4 separate regions of the Zea mays genome follow, and regions 1, 2 and 3 are each linked to region 4. A link is a contact called in public Hi-C data. All regions are on one chromosome and are shown on one strand. The core of a region is the stretch at or near the end of the contact, and the rest is flanking DNA. Distances in the headings are between cores, read along the strand shown. Region 1 holds the start of LOC100284321. Region 2 holds the start of LOC100285101 (OB-fold nucleic acid binding domain containing protein). Region 3 holds the start of LOC100277054 (P-loop containing nucleoside triphosphate hydrolase superfamily protein). Region 4 holds the start of LOC100501416.

The links. A called contact is a pair of places that touch in the nucleus more often than the background predicts.
Region 1: a Hi-C map of leaf mesophyll shows a contact between it and region 4, with 2.0 times the contacts expected there. The contact joins the promoter of LOC100284321 here to the promoter of LOC100501416 in region 4. A contact is called at or near these places in 2 of 25 Hi-C or Micro-C datasets (leaf and leaf mesophyll).
Region 2: a Hi-C map of ear shows a contact between it and region 4, with 5 times the contacts expected there. The contact joins the promoter of LOC100285101 here to the promoter of LOC100501416 in region 4. A contact is called at or near these places in 3 of 25 Hi-C or Micro-C datasets (ear, leaf and tassel) and 1 of 3 datasets of contacts at active chromatin or transcription factors (leaf).
Region 3: a Hi-C map of leaf shows a contact between it and region 4, with 4 times the contacts expected there. The contact joins the promoter of LOC100277054 here to the promoter of LOC100501416 in region 4. A contact is called at or near these places in 2 of 25 Hi-C or Micro-C datasets (bundle sheath and leaf).

What each region holds. Positions count from the first base shown.
Region 1 is chr9:133,686,173-133,688,957 of Zm-B73-REFERENCE-NAM-5.0, forward strand. It overlaps LOC100284321, which reads right to left and starts at 1,255. Exons shown (of 10, transcript NM_001157216.2): 1 at 640-1,255; 2 at 465-558. The coding sequence starts at 788.
Region 2 is chr9:133,316,815-133,319,514 of Zm-B73-REFERENCE-NAM-5.0, forward strand. LOC100285101 (OB-fold nucleic acid binding domain containing protein) reads left to right here and starts at 1,425. Exons shown (of 2, transcript NM_001157996.2): 1 at 1,425-1,545; 2 at 1,874-2,569. The coding sequence starts at 1,875. The coding sequence ends at 2,372. It overlaps LOC100282570 (peptidyl-prolyl isomerase PASTICCINO1), which reads right to left and starts at 1,218. Exons shown (of 20, transcript NM_001155478.2): 1 at 875-1,218; 2 at 616-700; 3 at 23-92. The coding sequence starts at 960.
Region 3 is chr9:133,667,076-133,669,775 of Zm-B73-REFERENCE-NAM-5.0, forward strand. LOC100277054 (P-loop containing nucleoside triphosphate hydrolase superfamily protein) reads left to right here and starts at 1,385. Exons shown (of 7, transcript NM_001150722.2): 1 at 1,385-1,609; 2 at 2,617-2,700.
Region 4 is chr9:133,464,841-133,467,540 of Zm-B73-REFERENCE-NAM-5.0, forward strand. It overlaps LOC100501416, which reads right to left and starts at 1,318. Exons shown (of 8, transcript NR_156725.1): 1 at 503-1,318; 2 at 332-400; 3 at 154-236.

The sequences.
Region 1 (2,785 bases), core at 5-2,504, 220 kb after region 4:
CTTTCACTTAGCACAAGCACAAAGCCTTTATTAATTTCATAGAATCCGAAGAACATAAACCACTCCCTTAATCAGCAGCTTTTGGTTGCATGTTTACTGTATAGCAGGTTTACCAAATGTAGGATATTTATAATAATGGGCAACCAAATAAGAAACCCAAGCCCTAACATACTTGATCGTCCACATTCTGGTCCTTGAAAAAACTCCTCGTTTGCAGAGTCAAGTAGTCAACCGAGCATTGGAGCTACCAACCGAGAACCCACCATCAATCCCCTAGCTATCGATCAATGCCGCTATCTCAAGCAACAACTAACAGCCATTCAGCATCAAGCGGTATTCCAATACTCAAAACAGACAACTTAACCTTCCATCACAACTACATCATATTTCGACATAAACAGTTATCCCCAACATTGATAATTCAAGACACGTTGGCAATTCAAGTACGGATGAATGGCATGTACCTGCAATATCGGGTTGGGTCGGTCGCAGCAGTATCCCTCGACACCGAGGACGAGATCCCTAGCCCCAGTGCCGCACACAGACTGCACAAACCGCCTGCAGGAACAATTCCCTCACTCACTAAGCAGGAGCAGGAGTGAAAGGAAGGATAGGGGGAAGGGAGGCGCTAGAACGTACAGGAGGTAGTGGTAGGCCCCAAAGGTGAGGAAGTGGTTGATGCTCTGGATGAAGGTGCCCTCGAAGATGGGCCATTGCCCGCAGAGGAACGACACCACCACCAGCGCCGTCACTGACCCGTGCACCAGCAGCAGCCACGGCACCTCCATCCCGGCAGGGATCCCCACGCCTTTGCCGGGGGACCGCTGCCGCCGCCGGCAAATCTGATCGATCCAGTCAAAGGAAAACCGCAGCCGGACGGAGAAAACAAACAAGCAACCTCCTCTGTTTAGCCGCCAACCTGGTCGATCCAGTCAAACGCGCTTCACGCCACCGCTGCGGGTGGGTCCCCCTGCACCTGACTCGCCTCGCTAGACACTTCTTCGCCGCCGGCCCGCTCGACAGACCCTTGACTTGCCGCCGCTCGACTGACTGCTAGTGCTAGGGTTAGGGTTGGGAAGGAGGCGTGCCGACGAGGACTGGAGCAAGGCGTGGAGGATCGTGCGCGGCGGCGAGTGGCTCAAACGCTGGTCGTAGCGGCGCCGATGGGGGAGAACGAGTAGGGTGTTCGGGAGGAGAAATTTGTATTTTTGACACCCTAAATAACTGGCTTTGCACAATTGACATTCTAATTTCTAAAGATTAAATTCGTAAATCTGACACGCACTTTTTAATAGTTTTTTTATTTTCCCATTTTCTGAGATATGGAAGGAATAAATATAATATACCATTTCTCGTATTTAACGTACTAATAAAGCCACCGCTGCGGCAAATTGAGAATGTGGTACTCTTTTAATAAGTGAAAGAGCACATCTGCGGCAAATTTATAAACAAGAAAGGATATATTAGTCCTTTTATATTTTAGAAAATAGAAAAAAGAAAAGAAAACTATTAAAAGATAAAATGACAAATAAATCAAAGTGACAATGATGTGGGTATCAAATTTACGAAATTAATTTTAGAGTGTCAATTGTGCAAAATCACTTACTTAAGGTGTCAAAAATACAAATTCCTCATTAGAGAATGGAGACACTTCAATTGTCGGACTGGGCTTTTATCTAGGGACTAGGTAAGTGTCCGTGTTTTGCCACGATGTTTAAAAGTTAACGATAAACATCACTATGATATGCACGGCTATCTTCCTAGGTCCTAGCACACGAGCGCAATGGCGTCCACCACCACCATCTTCCTCGTTGTCTTCCTGCTCATTGCAGCGTCCGCAACACGACGTGGTCCTGCTCACCTCGCGAGCTGCACGCGCTGCTGAACATGAAGCATGTGCTACCCAACTACTGCGCGTGGGACCACTTTTGGTGCAACGACGTCGGGCCAGCGTGTAAACATCGTCTTCATTGACGGCGCGGACGACGTGCATGGCCAGATCCCGTCCACGATGGGCGGGCTCACGGAGCTCATGTCGCTAACCCTATGACCGCATCTATCCCAAATCCATTTTCATCATTGTACACCATTATGTGAGGTTAGAGAATTATTCCTTTTTGTTTAAGAAAGATCATGTATATGATGAAACCAGTACCTAGACGAAAGAAGGCAAATATATTAGATGTAATTGCACAATGTCATGAAAGTAGGATATGTGAACCCAGGATATCTTAACCCTGGATTAAAAATGTTGAATATGATACTTTACATGTTCTGGTAAATCAAACACACATTTATGTATTTTTAGATTATGAAGAAACTTTGAAATGTTTGATCTCTGTTCATGCACATACTTTTGGTTGGTACCTTCTCTAGTTATGTGCTCATGTGTTACGACGTCATCCAAATTATTCAATAAATGTTAGTGCACAAAGATTACATGAAAACGAACAACATATATATCATCAACCCCAATATCTCACAAATTTACACTAATAACATGAAATGTGTGCGCAATTCAAATAATGATAATTTGTTTTCTAACATGCTTGTTTACGGACATCTTCATTTGGTGAAGTGAGAAGCTTCACCAGGATGGGAGGCACCAATATTTACAACCGACAATGGTGTCCTCTGCAGAGACAACCATGCTGCCTCATATTGCGGCCACAATAAAACCAGAAAAGAAAAAGGTAAGTTTTCATCATAAACAGATCAGGATTAACACCATTCAATCTTCAGGTAAGTTGACGATTCTTCGCTCATAGATAGATTGGGATTATAA
Region 2 (2,700 bases), core at 175-2,674, 150 kb before region 4:
GTGCTCAGAGATGATGCAACACCTCCATGCTCCCTTCTTGTAGAATTTACAACGATACCATCAATTGTCCGAGTAGTGCAATGAAGTATAACCTGCACAATTATTACAATGAGATATATTTAATCTGACCATCTAAAATTCCTCATGTCCACAGTAATAAAAACAGGACTGTGCAAAAGCCATTATGAGGGTCAGCAAAAAGTGCTGCCATCAACAGTGTAAAATGTGTAGTCCTGAAAAAAAAAGGAATATGTGCTATATGTAGTATGTATGAACAATCCAACACAAGAGTTTCATTTGACCATTAGGATAAGTTCTGTTAATGTGTATTTACAGGACACAATAGAAAATGTCAGTTAATGGATGATCTCGGCATTACACCAAAAACTTGTGCCACAAATAGGGTCATTCTATGTAAGAACCAATAGCCAATTACACAAATTGTTGGATGATTTACTCGATCAAGTACAACTAAAGTTCCAAACGTCCTTGCTCATCAATCAACATCAAACAGTGGTTCGGCTGCAGAGGGAAACACACGTTCCTGATTGTATGCACTTCCACAATTTCATTGCACGATATATGAAGGCAGAGAGGGCAGGCAGTCCTTTCAACCTGATCGCCCTCTGCAGGGGTGGCATCACCGCTCCCAGACCGTATAATGCCCTTCATTAAGCTCCCAGGTGTAAGCTTCTTCCTCCTGCAGTGCAACAGAAACATGGCGTGATCACAAGCAAGCAGCAGTAGTTCAACGAACGAAAGGAATGTCTGAATTGCAAAATTCTACAGCCGGATTAATAATGGAAACAAATACTAAGTCCCGCAATTCGACCCTGCATGCTTCGGAACCCCGAGGGGGCGAACTGGGACTGACCTCTTCTCGGCCTCCTCCTCCGCCGGTGACTTCTTCTTTACGGGCGGCGGGAGTTCCCCACCGCCGTCGCCGGCATCTTGGGCCATGGCCGAAGCTATAGCTTCCGGGCAGGTGCTCAACGGCCGCCGCGTCGGAACGGGGTAGGGAGAGAGGTAGGGCAAAGGAATACTTCGCTAATCAAGGCCGCTGTCCTGCGCGGGCGTAACTGCTGCTAATCAAGGCCGGGATGCGGAGCAGTTGCGGCAGTCGGTAGCAGCAGGCCAGCAGCCAGCACAGCGCCTTGGAGAGTTGGAGTTGGAAGAAGCGGGTGGTACGGGAATGGGATGGTGGACTCGCCGGTCCCCGCCTCTCCGGCGCCCGGCGGAGAGTCCAACGAAAGCATGTCGCTGGTACCTTCCTTTGACTTGGGCCTCGTGTTTCAATGGGCTGTGGCTCCATTGGGCTGCGAGCAGGCTGCCATATGCCCAGGCCGTTATCTCAGATGGGCCGTTGCACTTGCACGTCTCGCTCAGGCGCTCCTTATTAGCGGCCGCCAACTCGCCGGCGCTGCGTCCGCGTGCTGCGTCTTCACCAAGCTCCCGGTCGCCACCGCGCCTCTCGTGCGCGCGGCGGTCCGGCGTCGATGCTAAGCCCTTCCCGCTCCATCGCTTCCGCCTCTCGTGTAATTCTGAGTAAGGATTCATCCTTCGTTGGCTCTTCTCTGTCGGCAGTTTATTTTATGTTTTATGGGGCTATGGTGGTTCGGGGGGGATTTTGAACTGCACTTAGCTGTTCGAAGGAAGGGCCGACCGAATCAAACCGAAACCGCGTGGATTGATACAGGCCGATGGTAGCTATCTACTTTGGCATTCGATAGGAAATGGGAATCAGCAGTGCATATTGTTCCCTGTGATTTGGATGAGCAGTCATCAATGCAGGCGGTCTGTGTTCATCCTGTTTGTAAACAGCATCGGAGCTCCTGTGTGTAAGGCTGTAACATCTCTCTCCTGAAACTGGCAGAATGGACCAACCTCTCCATCTCGTGCACGTCAAGATTCTCGCCGCGGACCTTCTCTCCTTAACCGTACGGCACACCTCTCCGACGACGTTCCTCCGCTGCGGCCGTAGGGTTGCGCGTGCGGAGCTCGTCGGAGTCGTCGTCTCGCGTGACCGCAGGGAGAAGTTCCTCCGCTTCCTGGTCGACGACGGCACTGGGTGTGTGCCGTGCATCCTGTGGCTGAACCACCAGTACTTGAATGCTAGGACGTCCTCTGGGCCATCGTCAGACCATGATCCTACTGCAGAGATGGCGCTGAAAATGTCAGAGGAGGTGCGTCTAGGCACCCTCTTGAGGGTGCGAGGGAAGATCGCCTCGTATCGTGGTGCGATCCAGATTACTGTTAGAGATGTGGTTCCGGAGAAGGACCCGAATTCGGAGGTGCTGCATTGGTTGCAGTGTGTCCGCCTGGCCAAGGAGTGCTATGATCTGCCACCACGTTCTGCTCAAGGTCGCACTTGAATGGGGTTTACCATGTGTAGTTTGTACGAGTTTATCTATCTCTGCACTTGCTGGAGACAATCTCTTCTAAGGGGGGCTCTTAATTCTTTGCCATCTTTACGAAAACCACTTAATCACATGTTATTGATATGGTATTTTATATGCCACTCACCCCTGTAAAAGTGGCAAAATGTATTTAGTGTCTCTTCTTTTCCTACTAAAAAAATTATCCCATGCTCACGGGCTGCATAGGAAATGCTCAAGTATTAAAATCTATATGAAACGATATAGTGTTTTGTTTATGTAACCCATACGAAAACGCTGCTACCGCGCTTGTGTGCTCGCATGG
Region 3 (2,700 bases), core at 135-2,634, 200 kb after region 4:
CTGAGACTAGTAATTGTATCACATTTGAGTCCCAGAGGATTAGTGCGCTTCAAACACCTATTCAAAATGTCTTCTAACCCTTTGTCTTCTATCATTTCCATGCGTGCTAACTCCAATATCTCTCTCACACTTTTATATATGAGTACCTTATTTTCAATTATATATAAGATGGAGTTTCATGACTTAACTTGGTCCAATGGATATATATGGAATTAATTCACCTAGTGGCATCTTAATTAAGTAATCATACTAGACTTTTAGTTTCTCTCTTTATAGTATGACTACTTATTCTAAATCTAATCAAGCACCCTATTACGTCTTGATTGACAAAATAAAATACCGTACCTTATACATGTGTACCTTGTGTTCTTGTATTTTATTGTTCTTCTTCCTCTTTTTTCATGTTGAACAATTGGTCATTTTTTTGTGGCCATCACTATCCTTACCATGGATGTTATTCTTACGTAATATCTCATTCATAATATTTAGAGTAGATGTTAGTCCATATATAAGTTGTATCAATCACCAAAAACTATGGTCGGAGCTTTTAGTTTCCTATGTATATGGCCACCAATAGAATGTGGCTCAGCTAGTTCCAGTGGGAGAGAGTGAAGCAACATTTATATATAGCAGTTCTATTACAGATGAGTATTTTATTAAACCACCATTATAATAAATCCAAGGCACATGTGGTTAGGGGTGTTAATATGTTGTAGATTTTACACTACAAACTTTAAGTATCGAATCGGATTAGAATCAGACCCTATTCAGTAAAGACAGACGCTATTATAAAGTGTATTTAACTGGTGAGTAGTCGCTATTATAAAGTGTATTTAACTGGTGATTAGTTTAAGTAGCCGTCGGTGCAAAATGCATGTCACCGGTTTTAATAAGGAAACGGTAGAGAGTATTAGGTCAAACCGATCGGGTCCACTGCACGGGTTGGCGTTCTAGAGAACAACAAAATACATCAAATTAAAGTCCACGAGACAAGACATCGGTACACCGTAACGCGGTGTTTTAAAATTTAATTTCGTAAAGTTGTGATGGCTTCGTGGCTTATTAGTTGTGTAACGCGCGTACGGACGATTGGGACGGCGAAGATGGAAAAAAGGAAACAGCCACGACGAGGGAGGAAGCTGGAAGCGTTTCTTTGACTGGCCGGATGATCGAGGGCCTCCAATTCATACTTTGTCTGTGCGTGATGGGGATATATACGGTGGATGGCTGGCGCAGCGCAGTTCGGTGGCTCACGCCATGCAGCAGGTACATATGCATGCATGGCCATGGCGCAGGGCTTATTTGAGTTTATATTTCCATATGGAAAAGAAACCTGCATTATAAGCAAGCAAAGCGCAGACTTGCATAAGCAAACCCCAGCCGTCGCAGACTTGCATAAGCAAGCAAAGCGCAGGCCTCGCTCGGCCTCTCGCCAGTTCTTCCTCTCTTCTTCCCGCGACGTACGTCACACTGCAGCCTGCTTGCTACTCTTGATTTATCATCCCTCTTGGTGCCGAGCAGGCAGACGTAGCTGCTGCATCTCCTAGCTGCCTGCCTCCGTTGATTATCCGATCGACCTGTTCGACAACAACAAGTGAGGACGAACCAGGTACGACGTGGTGTTGTTGCTTTGCTTGCGGCTGCGGTCCAATGCAAGATTCAGAACGTTCTTCCATCTCTCATGTCATGTGCTCTTCTTCTTCCTCTGTGCGGGATTTGGGAATAATATAGTGATCTTCATGCTTCTTGCTCTTGAGTACGTGTGGGTGGCCAGCTCATGTGTTAGATTCTTTGGTGCTTAGAATCGACTCCTAAGTCCCTAAAATACCAATCTGTGTCTAAAATACTTCGATGATGAGTAGATCTATTCTACTGAGAGGTAAGGTAAACATATCATCGTTGTTGTTCCTAGCCATCATTACGACGGCGGCGTCTTGCAGTGTAGACCTGCCTCCTCCTCTTTCTCGATCTCCCTGCTGGTGTCGAGGAGATTGGTTCCCGTCGTTAATCGACGGTGGATCAGCTCCTCCAATGTTGCCTGCAGGAGGAATCTCATATCCCGATGGGATGACGGGGATCTGAGACATAGTCACAGCAATTCCAGTCACTCCGAGCACCTAGGGGATTGGTTCATCTCAAAGTGTCGATTAGAGTTTTGTGGTCGAGTGATTAGCGTTGGCTAAACCCGTTGGCCCCTTAATCTATTTATATGGTGTCGTGTGACCGGAGGCTGCAACCAATGGTTAGAATAGGCCCCTGATCAGAGGCGCGGTTAGACGATTAAGATTAACCCTACCTCGATTACTGTTAACCGGCTAGTGTAGAGGACCTAACATGATAATCTTCACTCCTGAGCCATCGTGCAGATTCTCTGACCCGGCTGGCAACATGCACTGCAGCCTTTTGCCAAATCTCAAACTTTCCCCCAACCAAAATTCTGGGCTTCTCACTGACCTTTATTATTCATTCATCCATCCATCCATTCATTCACTCATGCTGCTTCAGCCTGTCACGTACGGCCTCTTAAACGCTTGCTTGTGTAGTTGCAAAGACTTTGCAAGAAGCAACTGCTGCTTCTCATTTCCCACCAACAATGCTGTGCCTGTGCGTACGTAGGCGATCCAGGTGGGGCCCGGCCGGCAATCAGGTGAAAAGTTGAGCTGTGTTGTCAAGACAGACTGACAGAGACATCAGTTTCTC
Region 4 (2,700 bases), core at 68-2,567:
ATGACTAGTACTAATAGCTCATGATTCATTAGTTCAGAATAAAAGACAGCAATAGCCGTAGATTAATGTTGGTCGCAGGGATGGATAGTACGTGAAGCACTTTTGTATAAACAAATAGACATTTTTGGGCAAGGAAAAGCACAAGTAGCTTACTCAATGAGCGATCGGACGAGTTGCCGAATCTGTTTCGAGCCATGCTTTCGCAACGGTCTCACGTCCATTCCAATCCCAGTAGCCTATACAAGTGATTCGAGATATATGAAGGACGGCACATAGAAGAGTTCATCAAGCAAGCACATGCAGCGGTAGGTTCACTCTCATCACGGCTCACCCTGATGGCGTCCACCGTGAATTCCAGCTGCCCCAGCCTCCCCAGAAGCTCTAGCAACTCGGCCTCCGACTGCAGGACAGTTGAACCCACAACAAAATCGATCAGACAGAAGCGGTTGATGCCAACACCAACAAATCAGGAACAGAATCAACAAACAAACAATGGGCGAACCTTGTCTTGGGCATTGGAGAGAGCCGCCTTGATACGGAACGCCTCGGCGACCACGTCGTCATCGCTGTTGGTCAGCGGCGCGCCGCCGCCGTCGTTGTTGACGACCTCGGCGCGGTCCGAGCTGCAGAGGCTGGGCACGCTGGCGGCGCCCTCGGGAAGGAGGAGCGCCGGCTGGCCCGGGGTGGACTGCCCCGGCGCCTCCTGTGTTGCAGGAAGCGCGACAATCGCGGTGTAGAGGCGCTCGGCGATGGCGTCGCGGCGCGCGCGGAGGGCGTCGGGGTGGTCGGCGGCGGCTACTCGGATGGCGGCGTCGATGGCGTCAAAGATGCTAGCCCGCGCGCCGCTGAAGAAGCACCGCCAGTAGTCCAGCGACGCCAGCGGCTGCGGCGGCGCTGCCATCCGAGCCAAGATCGGCCGCCGCCGAAGGCTCTCTCCTTTTTTTTGAAGAAAGATTATTGCAGCCAATCAAGGTTGGTTATATTTTTCTTGTTAATCTTGGCAGTTTAATTGCAGGCGTTTTTCTTGATCTCGCGGATCCAGGCCGAATCCAAATGGAACCCCCGTGAGGAATTAGTGTTGGAATGGAACCGGCGGACGATCCCGTCAATAAAAGGGAAGAAAGAAGGGAGAGGGGAGAAGGCGCGGCTTCTTTTCCTTGGGCAGCGCGATCTGTGTCTCTCTTTGGAAATGGCGCCGCTGTATCTGTCCGTCGACGCCAAAGCTGGGGGCCTGGTCGCCTGGAGGAGGCAGAGGCGGGGAGCTGGCGGTGGTGACTGGTGGTGAGGGAGACGATGGGGGGCGATAGGGACGGGGTTGGGTGGGCCGAGCAAAGCACGGCCGAGTGCTACGAGGATAGCGACGGCGGCCGCGATTGGAATGCATAACGCGAATGCGAATGCGAATGGAATGGATGCCGCAATCCAATCCAGTCCGGATTCCGGTGGATTTGCTCCACGATGCGGATTCGACGGGGACGAGAAAAAGGAAATTATGGGGGGAGTCATCGACTCGTTATTTTTTTTTTCTTTTTAGAAACATCGACTCGCGCTAGTTGCGCTGCTTGTCCTGGGAGTCTTCGGTGAATGGGCCGTTCGACGTTCTGGGCCCAGCTAATTTTGATTACGAAAGATATGATGTATAACTAAAAGCTCACATGATACTTGGGCCGACAGTAGATTTGTTGGATCTCGGTCGTTATTTTGTCAACCCAGGGCAGCTCGACGCGGTGGGTGGGCCGGTGGGCGGGCCACGCGAAAAATGAACTAGCCGCTGCGCTATATGCGAAGTTTGGCGTGCCAGTCCACTGTCCACCGTTAAAATATCTTTAGTAGCATGTAATCATCACCCTGATCATGTAATATCTTTTTTTCCTCTCTGCTCATATCTCCCCCCATCCCCAACATACATGTAACTGAACTGAACCTTATTTCTCTGAAATCTAGAATCGATCCCGTCAGGTGGGGGCTGTTGGTCCCCCGTTGCACTGTCATAAAAGAAAAACAAAAACAAAAACAAAAACGCAATCAGTGAGAGTATATTGCACCGTACGTGTCCTCGTGTCGATCACATACGCACTTCTCTAATGAGTGCCTGGAGACCCTTGTAGCTTATATATCAGCAGTCCTGTTCCAGAGTCGCTTGCATGCACGTACTTCCCTGATTTTTATATGGTGAGAAGCGCTGATTGTGTCCTGAAACCGGAACGTGCTCTGTCTTCACTCTTCAGAGAGAGAGAGAGAGAGATTGGATTGAACCAGAGTCTCGAGAGGCAGGAAACTCATCGTTCTGTCTGGGCCACGCCATGCCGCGTGCGCTGCATCTGTGTGCATGTCTGTATCCATAGAGGGAATTCCTGCAAATTAATGCTAGGTTGTACGGCGGTGACGGATCACAGTCCAAATGCCCAGTTTGTTTGATTCCTTAACTAGTTTTAGTTAAAAATAAAAAAATAGTCTGATCTCAATATAATCCAACCATTAAATTTTATAGCGTAGAATTTAGATTCTATTATCATCCCTGTCTTAAATGCTGGTTGGACGAGATCTATCGGGCGATGGGTACCGACATACTGTACACTGTACACAAAGCAGCCGGCAGTTTCCTGTATGCATGGTACGTATAACCACCGTTTGCTTTGAATAGGCAGTAGTAGGTACGCGTGACGATGTTAACTAGAAGAGTGTGTACGTCGTAGCTGG